2 separate regions of the Lactuca sativa genome follow, and region 2 is linked to region 1. The links are chromatin contacts, called in public Hi-C maps. All regions are on one chromosome and are shown on one strand. The core of a region is the stretch at or near the end of the contact, and the rest is flanking DNA. Distances in the headings are between cores, read along the strand shown.

Region 1 (3,650 bases), core at 584-3,083:
AACTTAGCACTAAACAAAAAATAGTCGAATTCCTTCATCCTTATGCTCAGTGTAGCACAATGCTACACTCATCATACACTTTTCACATAACCAACCTTTTGGTTAACTTCTTAATCCACTAAGGCAATATCCCAAACTTTCTAGAAGTCCACTATACTAAAAAAATAACTCGTAAAAATCAAAACTTTATGGACATGCATGTCCCATACATGTCCTATACTTTTCTAGGTCAAAACGGTGAAAGTATGAGCTTGAACCCATACATGACACCAAAACAAGTCCAAACTCCATATCGAAAAGATAGAACACTCAAAGGACATCCTATAATGATAAAGTTGCAAGCTTTATCTAGATTTCTTCCTTGAACTCCAACCTAAACCTCAAAAGAGGACCCAAAGACCATAAAATGAAAGATATAGAAAGCTTGAATCATAAAGTTGGGAGCTTAATGACTTACAAAGGCCCTCAAGATGCATAAGAAGCTTGATATCTTATGGAAACACTCACTTAAGCTCCAAAAAGTGACGAACTTACTTGAACACTCCCAAAATGGCACCCACAACAAGCAAAAGGAGGGAGGAGAGGGTAATGGAGGCTAGGGTTTCGTTCTTTAGAAGATGAAGGCTTATTTTTAGAAACCTTAAAAGTTAGAGATGCTTAAATAGTACCCTTATAGGGAGTGTGGATACCTTTCCTACCATACCGGTTGGGATGGAGAACTAAGCATTCCTTATAAGGAGTGTAGATACCTTTCCTATTACAACACGTTTCAAAGTAGTGAGGGCAACATATCCTATAAGAACTATGTAGTTAAGCATGCTAGAGAAGAACAATTGTGATACGTGCTAGGAAGAGGGGGGGGGGGGGGGGGGGAGGGGCGGTTACAGCTATCTTCCTTGGTTTGTTGGAATTCAATCAACATTAAAGTTCTTCAAGCAAATTGGTTTTGATGAATGTTAGTAATTATTATCCATCATGTTGCTGTTAATATCAATTAGGTTACAGATCTTTGTAAATCTTAAAGTTTACTTGCCTCATATTAAAATTGTTTGTTTCCGGTATCATGTAATTAATCTAGGAAGTTTAAAGAAAACATATCAATAATATGGTCTAATATCGGTCCAATAATGATTACATGCGTTTTGGTCAAAAACTAGACTAGTACTCAAATATAAACAATCATTTATGTTAGTTTAAATAATATGAATATAAACCGACATCATTTTATATTTGAAATTTTGTCAAAAAAAAAGATATTTGATTATGTTTTCCGAACCGACTACAAAATGTTCTCTTGTTGCACAACAATATAACGGTCATGAAAAGGAATCCTATAAAAGATGTTTGGTATCTCATTTTATGGTTAGTGTTTCACAATTTAACTATCATATGATGATCATATAATATATACACCATGTAACTCTTTGTGAGATCTAGGGTTTTTAGTAGACCTTATAAATGTGTCATGTCAGGTTGTTATATTAAACGAGTTGAAATAACTTGAACATTTCATTATCCGTTAACTTTTGTATGGTTTCAGACCAATCTATTTAATTAAACGAACTGAAATCTCTTACCTACATATACTTATTTCGTGCAAATCAAAATCGGGCGGATCTTTATTCTATCGTATTTCTTTTTGTCACCTCTACTTTTTTTTTCCTATCCTTACTATTTTTTATTCTTAAATTACTACCTAAAGATAAATAATTTTTTTTCTTTTCTAAATCTAACAACAAAACCAAACACAATCGGGCTTGATCTAATTTTAATCCGGTTAGTTATTACTAACAATCAAATTCCATTATTCCAAGTTCCAACAACCCAAAATGGGCCCAACTAGCCTAAAAATTAAAACAAAACTGAAGCCCATGACCCATCTCAAGTCAACAACTTGATAAGAAGCAATAAACAAATGGTGCTCCCACCTGTAACAGAATTCTATCAGCAAGTGAAGTGGCCGCGAAGAAAGGAAGCTTCTGTTCACCATATCTATCTCTCTTCCCACTCACTCACTAATCAAATTAATGATGATGATGAAAAGAGCAGAAATCGATACCACCGCCCCTTTCAAGTCCGTCAAAGAGGCCGTCGCCTTGTTCGGCGAGAAAGTTCTCGCCGGCGGAGTTTACGCCAACAAACTCAAAGAGGTTTTCTTCTTTTTCCAAATCTTGTCATTTCTTTTACATTTTTTTAGACTAAAAAAATGAAACTTTAAATTATCAACGATCATTTTAACTTCTAATACGTATGTTTTTAGTTTTTTGTTACATAAATTTAATGGTGTTGGCGTGTTGCAAGTGAAACTATGTTAATTCCAACTATATACCGAATTCTTGTGTTCATATCATTGATATTTTATGTATTCAATTATCATCAAAAGGCTAACATAATACATTATCGAGTAGAATTTTGTTCGTGGTTGTTTGTTACAATTTGACGTTTGAAATTTTAGTTATTTTGACTAAAAGTAATTATGATAATATATAGGATTACTACAAATCTTATCTAACAAAATTGGATTTTTAACTTTTTTTTTATTAACGGGGTTTTTGAAAAATATACGTAGTTATATGATTATATTTTTACAAATTTCTTATTGAGAGACTATTTTTGAAAAAGCCATGCAGATTTATAACAATATACATTATTTTATAGTTTGATTATTAGATTTTTGTAAAGTATAATGTGGGGATAAAAATACTAATAATAAATAGCTCAATGAAAATACATTACGATCTTTATCTTTAATTTAAATTTAAATATATAATCAATAAACTTTTTTCACTAGATTCTATCAGTACAATGGAGGAAAACACAAAAGTTGATGTAACGAATTTATTATCTCACTGGAAAAAACGATATTATATGGAAAAGAAGGGGATTGCTTAAAAGTGAATGAAGGCATTCTTTCTGACCGAAGTCACGGGAAAAGCCTTATCGATTTTATGATATAAAATTATGTTATTTTCATGTTTAACTGTCAAAATATATAAGAAAATTTCTATTAATTTTCCAGTTTATTCCGCATAGAGTAAATTACATGAATGGTCCCTATGGTTTGAGATAATTTGCACATTTGGTTCCTAACTTATTTTTTTTTATCTCAGAAGGACCCTGTGTTTGTTTTTGCTACGCGTTTGATCCCTATTGTTTGTTTTTGTTACACATTTGGTCCTTATCTTACCTAAAAAGACTATTGTTTAAATAGAGAAAAATGGTACGGTAGGTAAGCTAAGACGAAAGGGGTGGGGTTAGAGGTGTTTTATTTAAATAAATTAAAAAATAAAAGGCAAATAGTCTTTTTAGGTAAGACAGAGAACAAACGCGTAACAAAAACAAACATTAGGGACCTTCCAAGTTACAAAATTAAGTTATGGCTCAAACGTGCAAATTACCCTAAACCATAAGGACCATTCGTGTAATTTACTCTTCCACATATGATATTTTGTCATTTTTTTTTATTTTAAGTAGAAACCATCTTAAGTTGCTTAATTTCCAACCGATAGTCAATGGATTAACCTGTTATATTTTGTCACTAGATATAACAACTTTTATCTATTTATTTAATTTGAATTTTTTTAGATTAATATGCAGATAGAAAACAATGTGAAAGAATATGAAAAAATTCCTATGCCTATCACCATAGA
Region 2 (3,650 bases), core at 537-3,036, 150 kb before region 1:
ACCGCAACCATGACATCATCATCCCAGTATCTTGCCCCGGCTAGTGTTGCTACCGTATCATTAACCAGTGCGGATACCCGCATATTCAGCCCTTGCCTTCCCATAGCTTCATTTAAACACACAACGATATCTTTTCCGGGCTGAAACACAATTATTCAAACTTGACTTTAGTTCTCAATATCGTACGGATGTCACAGAGGCTCCGATTTTTAGACATGACAAGACAGAACAGAACATGATGTGTACCATGTTTGGCATGCATTGGACACGGTTTGACGTAAATGAGAAAAAAAATTACAGGACAAAACAAGACAGAACAGAACTTGATTTGTACAACGTTTGGCATGCATTGGACTGTGTTTGATGTAAATGAGACAAAAATTGACAAGATAGAACACAACATGATTTGTATAACGTTTGGCATGCATTGGACAGGGTTTGATGTAATTGAGACGGAAATTGTCAGGACAAAGCGCAACATGATTTGTACAACGTTTGGCATGTATCGGACAGGGTTTGATGTAAATGACACAAAAGCACAGAACAAAACATGATTTGTATCACGTTACACAACATGATTTATATAGAGTGTGGCATGCATTGGACAGGATTTGATGTAAATGTGACAAAAATTGACAGAACAAAACATGATTTGTACAACGTTTGGCATGCATTGGACAGGGTTTGATGTAAATGTGACAAAAACTGTCCCACGAAACAAGGTGGAAAATAGTTTCTCATCGAAGATAGCCCTAGAAAGCTTGTTAAGTCTTGTCCAATACAGATCCATGTAATAAAGAGAAAAATACAAACCGTTCCCGAGACTGCAAAACCTTTAGTCCATTTCATTAGTATCCCGGAATCAATGGAGGTTTGTTTCACCGGAAAAGAGAAAGTAAACCCCGTTTCTCGACTTCTGTCTTTTTGCAACACAAACTTTCCCCCCTCTTTTTTCACAAAATTTGCTAAAGCAGAGGCAATAAAATCAAACAGCTCCTACAAATCCATTAAACCGAATATATCAATAAGAGATTGGAACTGAAGAAACAAATTAATTGAGAATGATCATGATGGAAGAACAGACCTCGGAGGTGCCAAACATGATATCTTGTGGTATTGAAACTTGCTCGAATTCCGTGTCTATCACTCGTTCTTCCTTTCCTCCTAATTGAGTTCTAAGAACTCGAAAATTTGTTCCACCAAGATCCAATGCATAGAACAACCCTCTCTCATTCCTATATACAAAATCCTCTTTAGTTCAGTTTCAATATCCAAATATAAAGGAGTGAATTTGACTTAGAAGCTTCAAATTCGAATTCCAGAGTTTGAAATCTTTTGGGTTTAAAAGTGGTAATCACATTCCAGAGTTAAAATTGATAAAGTTGAAAGAACAGATCATACCCAGTTGGCAAAGAATCGACATAACTAAGGATCATCTTGAGATCACTGCCGCCATCCACGGCGAGGCCGGCTCGCATATCAGTTGCCATGGCGTCAGCGACGTGGCGGAGGACGGGGAGAGGGGTGGAACAGTCGTTTTGTAATTTGGTTAATATAGGGAGTGCAGCGGCGGTGGAGACTGAGACACCGGTGGTGGATCGGGCGACCATGGTGACACGTGGTGTGCGGCAAACGGATGACCGGGAAAGGGGGAAGTGTCTGACGGCCGGCGGTGAGTTGACGGCGAAGGACATTGTTGATTGACGGTGAGATCAAGGTGGATCTTTGGTTGGGTGGAAACTCGGGACAGGTACATGTTCTGAATCAGGAGTTCGGTTGGTTTCTTTTATTTCTTCTGCAGCTCCTTTGATGGAACACTGTGTTGGTTATTTAATCATTTAATAATTTAAATATTTCAATAAATATATTCTTTTAGACCAACTCTAGCTCTTAACAATATTGTTTATATTAAACTAATAAAAATAATATAAAAGTAGTATGAATATAGGTATTTCTGATCTATTGAATTATATTGAACAGCAAAACAAATATTTTATGCATATTATGTTTTATCTAATATCTATAATATTACATAAATAACTTTTATATTTATTTAGTTGTTCTAAACTTTATCCATATCTTTTTATTACTAGAAATTTATAAATTATTTTATTACAGATAAATAACAAAAATTTATTCGTATATAATTAATTACTATAGTATTAAAATAACTAATTTACTAAATTCTTTAAAAAAAAATATTACATATGTATTATGAATATTACGTATAAATTAAAAAATAAAGCGCGTTTTATACATTAAAATAGTTTTTCCCAACTTGGTTAATTAAAACATTACAAATGTTACTTTGTTTTCTGTGTTTTTTAAATTACTATGATCCTTAAAATATGTCATTTTTCTTTTTTTCGTTTTTTTCTTTTTTTTTTCTTTTTTTTTTTTGGTGTGTATGTGGCAACGGGTTAATCTCTTTTGTAAATTGAATTGTCATATTTGTATTAATAAAAGTTAGGTATTGTTGGATTTGTTAAATAAATATAGAAGGTCGATATCATTAACTAAATTGTCGATGGATGGGTAAACATTAATGTTTAAAAAGTCGAGGATTATTCTTTTAGGTTAAAGAATGAAAATTATTAAGGAAAATCATATTATATATTACAAGGGTATGTACAGAAAAATAAGTAAGTTTTTTTTAATTAATTAATGAAAGTTCAAATAATCAAAATTATATTATATGTGATCCGACTCATAAATATAAAGTGTGCATAAAAATAAGCACAAAATAGGGAAATTGGGGAACATTTTTTGAGTTTTTTTTTTTTAAATATAATATTTTTGTAAAATAACCACATATTTTGCATTGGGTCGTTCCGGAACGAATTCCAGATTATTTTTCGACTAGCCTGGCTCATTTCATTGGATCCAAAATGCCTATTCTGGATCAACCGTATATGTTCCGGATCGGAAGTTTGAATTTCAAAACCCAGAATATAATTTGTGGCGGCGATATCAATCCGGAAAGGCACATTCCGGTTCTGACGTTCTGACTCGATTCCGACATGCAAATCTCATCTCCGACATGCATTGACACCCATCTCCGACATAGAAGACGAGCACTACGGCCCCGTTATTTTACATATATGTTCTTCGTTTTCTCTTTGTTTAAGGTTCTATTTTTCTACTATTACTTACTGTTCCGGAATTTGTAGACTGCCTCCAGAAAGAATAGAAAATGTTATAGAGTTTAAATTAAAGATGTCATTTTGTAGGACCAATTGAAAAGTACTTTAAATGCTTAGATATAATTTATTTACATCAAAACGCCGTGTTCCAGATCATAAAATTTCATTCCGGAACGCGAAGAATTGTTCCGGAACATGAAGAACAAGTTCAAAACTGGTCAAGAATATTGGTCATTTCCATTTTAGAATGAAGTGATAACACATTTTTTATTTGTGCAGCATGACATGGTTTTTGATGCATCAATTACACTCTCGTGTAAACCCAAAATCGGTGGGGAAGTTCTTGCGGCATTCAAAAACATACTTGAATGCAAGACTATGTTCCGGAATACATGTTTTAGGAGGTGGTTAGACATTCTTAATGTAGATGGGGGTCATTTGCTTCTACATTACGTCTTTTGCCACGAAGTTGTCACCGAACCCCGAAGCCAAGTAGAGAAAATGGGT

Evidence for each region. Hi-C and Micro-C count contacts between places; a contact is called where the count stands out from the background.
Region 2: a Hi-C map of leaf shows a contact between it and region 1, with 6 times the contacts expected there. The contact joins the promoter of LOC111888746 here to the promoter of LOC111888751 in region 1. A contact is called at or near these places in 2 of 4 Hi-C or Micro-C datasets (leaf and seed).

Annotation. Positions count from the first base shown.
Region 1 is chr2:24,393,207-24,396,856 of Lsat_Salinas_v11, reverse strand. LOC111888751 (WEB family protein At1g75720) reads left to right here and starts at 1,833. Exons shown (of 2, transcript XM_023884866.3): 1 at 1,833-2,150; 2 at 3,598-3,650. The coding sequence starts at 2,028.
Region 2 is chr2:24,547,672-24,551,321 of Lsat_Salinas_v11, reverse strand. It overlaps LOC111888746 (hexokinase-2, chloroplastic), which reads right to left and starts at 1,786. Exons shown (of 8, transcript XM_023884860.3): 1 at 1,402-1,786; 2 at 1,085-1,235; 3 at 814-996; 4 at 1-140. The coding sequence starts at 1,694.